2 separate regions of the Hordeum vulgare genome follow, and region 2 is linked to region 1. Evidence: chromatin contacts called from public Hi-C data. All regions are on one chromosome and are shown on one strand. Each heading gives the region's core, a stretch centred on a gene start, on an enhancer-like site or on the middle of the called end of the contact. The rest is flanking DNA. Distances are from core to core; before and after follow the strand shown. Region 1 holds the start of LOC123448763 (ABSCISIC ACID-INSENSITIVE 5-like protein 2). Region 2 holds the start of LOC123448771 (WRKY DNA-binding transcription factor 70-like).

Region 1 (5,649 bases), core at 2,161-4,660:
GGTTGTATCTTCAACTTCTGTATCGACGCGCAGATAGCCTGTCAAAGGAAGATGTTCCTGAAGTTTTTCTAAAGAAGAAAGTGAAGAAGTAGGTTTGGAAATGTCTTTGTCTGTGATCTGTACTCAGTCTCCTATCCCTCATGTTTAGAATGTTTGATCTATAATTGTTGTGTACATGCAAATGCTAGAATCGGCATTCGAAGCGAGGATTTGAAGGATACATTAGATAAGACATTGGGTGGCTCTCTGTTTGTTCTTTCATCCCCAAGGCTTATAATTCCTGCAGTGATTTTTGGACTGTCAACCTTTTCTAGTCATTTTCAAAATAACATTTTTAACTTTGAGGTAAAGTACAACTCTTTGTCATTACAGATTGCATTCAATTGGTACTGCTTATTATGTTAGACTTATCTTGACCTTATGAATATGTGATATATCATTTATCTGTTTGCAGCTTGTTCCAGGGATGATGGGGTTCTTCGCGTACAAGGCCGCAGCTTTGGTACAAGTCTACAGAGATAACGATGATCTTAGATTGATACTCCCCGAAGATGATCCTGACTACAGCTGAAAAGTTTTGACCACGTTGATGTATAGTTTATGTTACAGTTTTAAATAAACCCTGCTGATCTTTTGTGTGAATGATAAAAGTTAATAATGCAATGACAGAAGGGGTGGTAAAGAGCACCATTCTGTTTCCAGATACAACATTACAGCTTAATTGGGATACTCTTGCAATCACAGGCTGCAGAAAGCAATGCACCAGTAGGGAAAAAAAAAGGGAGAATTGGAGTGCAATGCATGCAGCAACCAGCAATTGCCATACACCACAGCAAGTCGGAGACTGCAGAGGAGTATTCTTACTAGTACTTTCTAGCTAAATGTTTTCCAGAGTAGTCAGTTACAAATTTTGCAAGCTTAGTGCTGGGCACTTCACCACTAGTACTATTAACAAGATGATGATCAGAAGCTGGCCGAGTTCCTCCGGCGGAGCTGGTTCTTTGGCTCCTGCTGCGGCACACAGTGCACCACCGGTTCAAATGCCTGCATCACACAGCAATTCGACGCGTCAGGTACGCAGAGCAAAACTGAAGATACTACATTTTGCCTCGCACACACACGGATCTGGGCTCACAATTTTCTAGGCACTTGGGTGGGGGTCAGGATTTCGTACGCCCGAAAAAATGCAGACAAGGACACAAATCTCACCTTTCCGAGAGGTTGTCACTGGCAGGCTTATACATGCTGTCTTCAGATTTCATGACATATGCATTGAAAGGAGCACAAGACTATTACTAGTACAAAAAATCCCAGAAAACGAAAAATGTGCGGTGCGAGGTAGATGTGCAAATTTTTCATGGATATTAGTAAAACTTTGCGCATCAAAGCTGAAAGCCTGAAACAGATGGGCAGCAATACTATACTACTCGTATTTATTTATGAGCATGGAGCTGGGGAGGAGCTTATTATCTTACTACTACCAGCAACTACTGTGATGCTGACTGCATGGTTGTAAATTGGTAACGAAGGGACTGAGCTGGCAGACAAAGAGATAAAACCTTCCCAAAAACCTAATTTTAGTTCCATCCAATAGGTTAAAAAAAATAACCATCTTCTTATCATATGTTAATGAATCCAATCAGCAGCCAGCAGGGAATAGACATTGACTATTCTTCCTGTAAAGGGAGGTGAGATAGATAGAAATGAAAATGATTGATCCTCCACCGTGTTATCCATTGATGATCAAGCAAATGCAGCATGTTGGCTAATTATTTACTCCCTCTGTATCATAATACTTTAGGTGGAAAGAACTAGTCTAATCTTCCCCATCGACAAGTATTATGGTGCAGAAGGAGTTAAAGAAACACGCTAGAAAAAGTAGTTTTCGTAGGGTGAAAAATATTGACATAATGCAACGAGATAAGTTTTTGTACAAGATGAAGCGGTCAGAAGGTGTCGACTTGATTGGGTAGAACTTTATGGTCCATCCATCATCATCTGACATCCTCTGGTAACCACTCCAGAGCAAAGCCAACGACGCACAGACAGCGAAAGAAAGAAACACACAAGGGCGGGCTCATCAGCAATAGCAGACCACGCTATACATGCATCAGCACGACAGGAGAAGCAGAAAAAAATAATAAATCCAGAAATGAACAGTTTCGCTCCCACTGATTGACCACCCGACGTTGAGTGGCAATGGATAGCGGTTTGTTTTCGTTCCAGCTTTGTCCTATGTTAGCCCCTGGTATTACGGGGTTACTGTATATGTTACTGGAGGCGTTTCGTAGCCAGCATGAAAAGCGACGAGGCCTGGTATTGTTGTTGATGGAATTCATCGATCTCTTGAGCAACTTGAGATGTGTGGACTAGGTTGGGAGTTGGGAGTAGTACCTTGTAACTCCTGAGCTGCTGGTTCTCCTCTTCCAGCCGGGAGATCTTGTTCTCGAGCTCGTTCGTGTACGCCTGCCGTAAGAGCCAAATGGAAGCGAGTGAGCGTGCAACAAATGCGAGAGGGAGAGATTTGGGGTCTCGAGAGGGACCCACCTGCTTCCTCGCGCGCGACCTCGCCGCCGACTCCCGGTTCTTGATCATCCGCTTCTTCCGCCGCTCCACCGTCTTCTCCCCGGGGCCGCCCGCGGCGGCACGCTTCCGTCCGGACATGGTGGCCCCGTCGTGGTCGTGGTCGTGGTCGTGGTACAGCGCGTCCAGCACCGGCCCGGCGCCCACCCCTAGCGGCCGCGGCAGGGGACGCCCGACGTTGGTGTGGCGCTGCTGCCCCGGCACCGGGGCAGCGGGATTGTACTGCTCGGCCCAGTGGGCGCCCCCCGCATCGGCACCGGGCCTGGACAGGTAGTCTTCCAGCGTCATCTGGGTGCCGCCCTGGATGTCCCGCCACACCTCGTCAGCCGTCTTCCTAGCCGAGCCGGCCGTGCGGAGGAGGTCGTCGAGGTTGACGCCGTGCAGCTGGCCCTCGACGTCGCTCAGCGTGAGGCTGCAGAGCGAGCCCTGGCGCGAGATGGCCCCACCGGACGGCATTGCCTGAGTTCCCATTCACTCACTAGCCGCGCGGACAGGGACACCACACAAGAAACACCTGGAAGAAACGTAAGCGTACACTTGCATGGCAGCGCGGAGAGATGCCGCTCCACCTCTTCTCTCCTTTCCCTTGGAGGCGAGGCTGGCTGGACAGCTGAAGAAGAAGAAGAAGAAGGCAGAGGGGAGTTGGGGAGGCAAGGATTTACGATTCCTCAAAGGGAGTGGTGGGCTTGGGCCGATGGGGGCAGACAGGCGATGCCTCAAGATGGGAAGAATCCAAAAAGAGAGGAGGGAGAGGGGGGGAGAGAGAGAGGGAGAGGAAAAGAGCTCCTGGTTTTTTAGCGAGGCCAGCCTGAGCCAAGGTTCCTAGCTTTGCTTTCAACTCCGTCGCCTTTTCGCCCGGTGGAATTTTTAGTTTAGTTTATTTATTTGTGGTGGGCGGGCGCTGCTGCAGTCTCTGCAGGCTGGCTAGCGATAGCGAGCAGGGACAACGGGTCAGCGAGTGCCACAGAGACCGGGCCCGCTAAATAGTCCGTTCCATTCAGACGTGCTGTGCAAAATTGGTTGGAATTTCGACCTAGTATAGCAAGTACTGTAGTAAACGATACCGTATGTCTTCAAAGCAAAGCAAAGCAAAGCAAAAACATTCCGATCGAGCGGGAGCCGAAAGTAGACAAAGATTCAGGGGCGAATCGTGGCGCGAATATACCACTTGTGTGAACCACAACGGCTACATTGGTTTGACCTCTCGCTAGAGGAAAGAGGAGCGAGAGCTAGGCTGGTGCCGAATTGCAGGGATGACCAGATGAGCCCGGTAAACGAGGGCGACTCAAGACCTTTCACCGCGCCCAAGACATGGTTCGGATCGTTCAACTTGATCACTGAGTTGCAATTTGTGTTGTCAATAAAAGCATCTACAGCCCAACCATGCCATGAGAACACTGATCGATCAGGTTTAATTTTTTTCTTTTCGCATCCAATTCTTTTAGAGCAACTCTAATGGGCTGATTCAAACGGATGACGATTTTGTCCGTTTTTTGTCCGTTTGGGTCGGTCAGGCGGACACAAACGTCCGCTTCGATGTTTGGGTCGGCGCATGCGTCCAACGCTGGCTCGACACATTTTTGCCGGCATGCACCAAACATGCATAATTTAAACATTAAAAAAGCCGGCCACGAAGGCCGACCAGAGTCCACGCGTTACATTATTAATGAAAAAAAGAAAGAAAAAACTAGGCGTCCTCGGCGGCGGCGGCGAGGTCGGACTGTGTCGGAGAGGGGGCGGGCTGTGCCGGCGCGGGGGCGAGGTCGGGCTGTGCCGGAGCAGGGGCGTGCTGTGCCGGCGCGGCTAGTGCTGGTGTCGGCGGTGGTGCAGCACGGGCGCGCTCGTGCGCCTGGTGCATCGCCATCTGAGCTTCAAGGTAGGCAGCCTCCTCTGAAAGAAGTGGGCGAGGGTGGACGACGAGGGTGTTCTAGAAGAAGCCGGGCGTAGCACGGGCGCGCTCGTGCGCCTGGTGCATCGCCCTCTTAGCCTGCAGGTAGACGACCTTCTCTGGCAGCATCGCGCAGACATAGACGACGAGGTTGTCGCCGTTGTCCATGGTTGATGGGTCGTCGACGAGGAAACAAAGGGGTGGAGAGATGGGGACGTGGGAGGGTTCTGGAAGCAGATGGCGAAATCCCACCGCGCGCTCGGATTAAGAAAGGTCGGCCGCGGTCGTTGACGCATGGGCCCGAGGATGGCAGACGTCATAAATTATATTGACTGCGGTGGTTGAGGGCGGACATCGAGGGGGCGCTTCGCGTCCGCTTCGCGTCCGTGTCGTGCCGACGCATTTCAGTCCCAATTTTGGACCAGAAATGGGTCGGCACGGACGCGAAGCGGACGCGTTTTGGCAATGGGTCGGCGCGTTGGGCCATCATTTTTGTCCGCGCCGATCCAAACGGACGGCGGCGGACGAAATGGGTCGCGCCATTGAAGTTGCTCTTATATTTCATCCTTCATACCCATACAAAAGCATGCAGAATATATCCTACATACTAACTAGTGTACTAAGCTTCTTCCTCACCGGAATTGGCCTATGTCAGAGTCTGATCCGCCTGCGCCGGAGCCTGAGCCGCCTGCACGGTCGCTTGCGTCGCCTGCGCTTCCTCCATCCGACGCCTGGTGTTGGAGCATATTACTCCATATGTGATTTTGGTAATTGATGACAATCTCCATGGCTAATGGTTATCTTAAGTTATATTCAAAGGATTTGTTCATAGACACTTCTTGAAGTCCATCTGTTGGTTTGAAGGAGTTTATATGATGACCAAGGTGGTATTCAAGGTATTATCCAAAGAATTGTCATAAAGACACAAGGTTGATCAAGACTAAGTCAAAGGGTAAATCAAGTTGATCAACACACAAAGCGTACAAGACGTACCTAGAGGGATCAAGTGATCCCATGGTATGGTAAGCATTGTTCATTACGCTTTGTGTACTAACCCATGGTCTTCGTGAGAGTTCTATGTGGGTTTAGGTGTGTTTCCATGGGCTTGAGTCAAGAGAAAGATTGCATACAACCCATGAAGGATGACATCAAGTGGTGATCATCATCAAGATTGTTGT
Region 2 (5,649 bases), core at 2,236-4,735, 680 kb before region 1:
ATGATTTGATCGAGGGTTGTGTCAATGGCGGGGTGGTCCCCTCCCCACCCCCGTCATTCTCAGGGAGGGGCAAACAAATGGGAAAGTAAAATGTGATTTAGGATGTACTGTCATGACTTCTTTCTTGCTTCCTTCTACCAAACCGCTCCCTATGGCCGATGAAGGAGGAGGGGGGAGGGGGGATGTCCCCCAGTAAAAGAAAAGAAAAAAGAGGAGGAGATGACCCTCACAAAAGAAGGAAAAAAGAAGGGGAAGGGATGGCGTGCAGCCGTGCAGCACAATGAAAGAAAAACAATTGATAAAGAAAGGAAACATTGACACACATTTGTTGTGCCCCTGGATGAAAAGTTTGACAGCATTTTAAATGAAGGAACGAATAAACTGGAGGTGTGGTGACGACGTGGGAAGAACAGCTGCTAACACCGAGCACCGGCCACCTTATCACGCAGGACTAATCCGCCCAACCGGAAAAGTTAACCATGGGCGCCAACAGGATTGTCGGCATTTCTTTTCTGTTGCTTTTTCCCAGTTCTAGCCTCCCAGCAAAGACATTTCGAGCTACTACCCAATCTAATTTACTCTGACCAACGGTGGTCCGTCCCCGTCCGCCCCAGAGACTTCCTAAACAAACAATCTACTAGTGTATTGAGTTCCAGCTAGAAGCACATCTCAACTTCTGAAGAAAAAGCACAGCAGCTCAAGAAAGTTTCAATATTCTCGTCTCTGTCTTAGTTAATGGATGAAGCTATGACGAGCACTCCCTACTTTTTATTGGCGACCAGACTTGCCGGCTTACACCAACTAGAGATTTAGTTTATCTTGACTCGAAAAAAGTGGGGTCAGTTCTTAACAAAGACCAATCGGCGAATAACAAGTGCTAACCTCCACATAAGTAACGACTGAGCTAAGAAATGTGCCCTGGTTCGTACGATCATTTTCCACGAGTTATTATGCAGTTTGGTGCTATTCTCTAACCAAAACTTTGCAGCCTGGTGTTTGGCTCTAGTGCCGGCGGCTCACAACCCAGTGTTAATTTATTTCCACAAAGTTTTACTAGTACTAGCAAGCATTACTATACCCGGACTGGACATTTCAAGTTCTTTTACTAAAGGTCGATGCTTGTATCTTGTTGATTATACGAGATAAAAATTAAAGAGATGACATGAGGGTTCTATATCGATACAGAAAGAAGGAAATAAAAATGTGAAAAAAGAAACAAGAATCCTATGTAATTGAGTAGATGAACTCCACTAACTTATTTATGTCAATCATGTATGAAAAAAGGCCCACCTTATCATGCAGCTATGCTTGGATAAAGTCCACCTCAACATGAAACTATGCATGTAATATTATGTTACAAATTTTATGTACTTATACTCCATCCGTTCGAAAATACTTGTTAGAGAAATGGATGATCTAGATGTATTCTAGTTCCAGATACATCTATTTTTATTTATTTCTCTGAGAAGTATTTTTCTAACGGAGGAAATATATAATAACTATTTTACAACTTCATAAAAATCAAACACAACAAATCATATGTATTTTCAGCTCTAATTCTTGTACTATTTATCCAAATATTGATGTCTAATAAAACAAAAATTCATTGAAATATATCAGAATCAATTTCCACCACAACATCTAATACAACCATTTGAGAGAAAAACAACAATGTGTAGTCAAATATCTCCCTTTGACTACTTATACATTAAAAAGATCACTTTGACTTATCAAAATGAAAAAGGTATATTCTAGAATTGTGATATTCTAAATTGTTTTCACAAACCAATACACAAGAGGCGTCAAAGTTGGGTTTCAAAGAGTATATCCATGTGCGGTAAGATATATTTTCACGGGAGTAGGTATTAGCCCTAACCATTTACTGTATATTTGGATAACCACTCTGTATTTATCCCAGCAAAAAAGAAAGGAAAAAGTACTCCTACTGTACGTACTACCCCTGTAACTTAATATAAGACGTTTCTATATTTTATATTTAGTTACAGAGAAAGTATTTATTTCCATGTTTTAGGGGAGTAGTTACACTGTATTTATTTAAGAAATGAGTGTATTGCGTTCGCTGATATTTGCAGGTCTGAACGTCGACGCGCCGCACTTGTACACTTTTTCTATCTCTTGGCTCTCGATTGTTAATCGTGTAGTTCATTGTGGCCACACTTCTACGATTATTTTATCTGTTTCTTATCAGGAGGACTGTGACGCCCTATTTTAGTCGGTAACCAACTCAATTAGCTGGACATTTACTATATTGCATAAATAAAAAAAGTGTGCAAAGTCAATGAATAAGCCAAGATCTGGATGGCATGCATCCCCCTTCCCCCTCTCTGCCGAATGACCAATCACAAGGCGTTACCTGTCCTCCTTCTAGAAGAAGCCAATTAAAAAAAGGGGCTACGTGTCCCCGCCTCAGAGTGTTTGTAAATTACTACCAGAGGAGGAAATGGGGGTTAAAAGGTCAGAGCTTTGGCTAAGCAGGTCTTAATTATAGTAACATGCTGGTACGAATAAACAATGTGATCTTTTCTTCCCGCGAGGAATAAAGTATGTGATCTGGTAACACTTGGTTTCCTTCTCTCCGAATTCTTTGACCTTGCAGCATTTGTGAGCTGTCTTGAGTACATGGTCAAGTATCAACACCTCATTTATTTTGTTATCATTTTATCAGAGAAGAAAAAATGAAAAAAAATGAAAAGCAGGAGAACAGTAGTAGGTCATGGTTGCCATTCTGGCTGGAAACAATATCATGGTGCTGTGCCTGGCTTGCCAGTCAACATTTCACAAGAGAATACTCCTACTATTTCAGACTTCAGAGCTCTCTGAAATACAGTATATTACTCCTGCTACTTCATTAGAGGGAGGAGAGCGGCAAGAGATGCTTTTACTGCTTGCGAAGACCTGACGCGACCCGACCCATAGACTAGGCAGAGCGGTATCGTGATGTAGAGCAGAGGGCCATTTGCATCTGCAGCATAACATAATGCTGTGGTGACCGGGCATCCATCCAGTTGCAGTTGGGAGAAGGAGAAAACCTCATGGATGATCTCATGTTTGGGGGGGGTCCTAATTTAGGGGGGGAGCTTTAGAGATTCCTTCCCGCCTCAAGTTGGCTGTGCGGCATGTGCAGGTCTTATAAAAAAAAAGCAGGCAAGGCGTGGATGTGCGTTAGGTATCATCTCTCTTCCCAAGCAACGAGACGATTCCCGGCCTCCGCGAGCCAAGAAGAATCCGGCCAGGCCCGGCCACTAGTTTAATCGCCCGGCGCTACCAAACTTCCATTTTGGACAAGATTTGAACTGGTCCGGCCGAATACAATATAGCCGGGCGAGTCCCGATCAACGGAGGATTATTATTGTTAGACCCAGTTGCGAGATCGATGACAGTGCTTAGCGCCATAAAAAAAATGGCCCGGAACACATCACCCGAGGCCACTTGTAGATGCAGGGCTTTCTCTCACTCAAGAAGGTGCGGAGAAATTTCTCGGGGTCGCGGGCGGGCGCCCCGTCGGTGCGGGGGAGCACGTGATAGCGATACGCTCTGCTCCTTCCTCTAGGACTGGGACTGGGACTGGGAGGGAAGGAAGGAGGACAAGATTATCTTTGCATCTCATCCCTCCCTGGTCTCAGTTTATGAGGGGAGGCCGAGTTTTATAATCTATACGCTGCATCAGGGACTCAATTATAGAGGTCTTGACGTTAAGCTAAAAGGGGCGCCCTGGTCTAGTACGCTTCTGATTAAGGCTAGCTCATACCTTTTCTTTCTTCTTCGTCTTCCTCCTCCTCTCTCCTTCCTGCGCCTCTCCCCTCCTCTCTCCTCTCTCTCTCTCTGTTTCTTGCTTTGCTCTCGGACTGGGCAACAATGTCTCCCGTGCCGAGCCCCAATCAATCACACCTTCTAGGCCACGGATCAAGGTAACCTTTGTTTGTCATCTTTGTATGTGTGCGGAGATGTTGGTTTAGCGGTTCAATCGGGAGGAAACAAAACTTTCTTGATTTGTTTCTAAAATGAAAACAAAACTTGCAGGAAAGAGAAGCGCATGAGGAAGGTGGATACCTTTGCGCCGCACAACGACGGCCACCAATGGAGGAAGTACGGCGAGAAGAAGATCAACAACTGCAACTTTCCCAGGTTCGCACCCCACCTTTGGTCTCCTCATCCTCATCCTCATTTGCTGATCTGCATCTGCATATATGTTCCCAAAAAAGCATTAGCATCTAGAATCCGTCTTGCCTTGGCATACCACAAGTCTCTTACCCACCTCTCTCTGATTGGTGGTCTTCTCATTCTCCCCGTCCAAATCTACCATAGATAGGTTTTGCATATAGTGTAATAACAAACTTGCCAAGGCATGAAGAGGCCTCAGTCGTCCGATTTACTCACAGATTCGTCTTCTTCTTTCTATCCCGCCACAGGTACTACTACAGATGCACCTACAAAGACAACATGAACTGCCCGGCCACCAAGCAGATTCAGCAGAAAGATCACAGCGACCCCCCATTGTACCAAGTCACATACTACAATGAGCACTCGTGCAACAGCGCCTTCCTTGCCCTCACCCCCACAGAGTTCCAGCTGCAGACCGCATCTGGAAAGGCGGTCTCCATCTGCTTCGATTCATCTGGTGCTCAGGAGCCGGGAGCCAATGCCAGCTCGCCTTCTTCGAGTGCGGCGCCACGCAGCGCGCCTTCAGAGAACAAAAACAAGCCCCTTGCCCTTCGTTCAGAGGCGCTTTCTTCCTGGGGCCCCGGCGTCGTAGAGCAAAAGACGGCCTGTGCCGATATCCAGTCCTGCAGCACCGAGTGCCAAGATGCATACATTTCTGAAGACATAGATGCAGGGAGATTCGGTTCTATCAGATTCTTCCATTTTTTGTAAATGGATCAATGGAAGACAATTGATCTTACCTCAAAGAACTAATATGATACACATGTTTTTTTTCCCATCTACATATGTTAGAGCACCAGATACTTGCATGTGGGATGTGGTCAAGATTTTCTTAGTTCAATTGAAATGAAATACCACTGCTAATTCTAAAGGCAGAGTTCATTTCTGCAAACTCTCATGTTATTTCTGTTGAGACACTGCAGCATCTTGTACCTTCAAAAGCAATGAATACATTCCTTGCCCTATTATGCTACATACACAATAAGAATGGATTAGCCGATCAGGGTAGGAAACACACACGATGACACAGGGCAGAGCTCTTAAATCATACTGTACTAGTATAAATAAATGTGCAGCATGGTCATAAACAAGTTACCAAACATCTTGGTGATATGAAGCACAACATAGAAAGGACCAGAAGTAGATAAACATGAAAGATGGGCAGCAATCTTATTCCAAACCACATTTTGTACCTTGGTCATCAATAGCAGGATGCCAGTGCAATAAGAAAAATCCAGTTTAGGGGAATATGCAAGATCATTTTTTTTGTGCATGGCGTAACAACATACCAGCTTTATCGAAAAATCAATATCATGCAATATTTCAGGAGACATGCTGATGAAGTTGGAGGAACAAAAATAGATTATATTCCACAGTTGGAGATGTTATTGGTGCAGATTTACACATGAATTACATTCTTAAAGACTTGTTTGCCTTCAAGCACCCTACAGCAGCCAGGGCTTGTCC

The links. A called contact is a pair of places that touch in the nucleus more often than the background predicts.
Region 2: a Hi-C map of seedling shows a contact between it and region 1, with 3 times the contacts expected there. The contact joins the promoter of LOC123448771 here to the promoter of LOC123448763 in region 1. A contact is called at or near these places in 2 of 6 Hi-C or Micro-C datasets (leaf and seedling).

What each region holds. Positions count from the first base shown.
Region 1 is chr4H:410,103,002-410,108,650 of MorexV3_pseudomolecules_assembly, reverse strand. LOC123448763 (ABSCISIC ACID-INSENSITIVE 5-like protein 2) reads right to left here and starts at 3,410. Exons shown (of 3, transcript XM_045125762.1): 1 at 2,548-3,410; 2 at 2,395-2,466; 3 at 632-1,044. The coding sequence starts at 3,054. The coding sequence ends at 964. It overlaps LOC123448762, which reads left to right. Exons shown (of 9, transcript XM_045125761.1): 7 at 1-88; 8 at 189-345; 9 at 455-705. The coding sequence ends at 571.
Region 2 is chr4H:410,784,082-410,789,730 of MorexV3_pseudomolecules_assembly, reverse strand. LOC123448771 (WRKY DNA-binding transcription factor 70-like) reads left to right here and starts at 3,485. Exons shown (of 3, transcript XM_045125771.1): 1 at 3,485-3,929; 2 at 4,042-4,146; 3 at 4,431-5,074. The coding sequence starts at 3,877. The coding sequence ends at 4,893.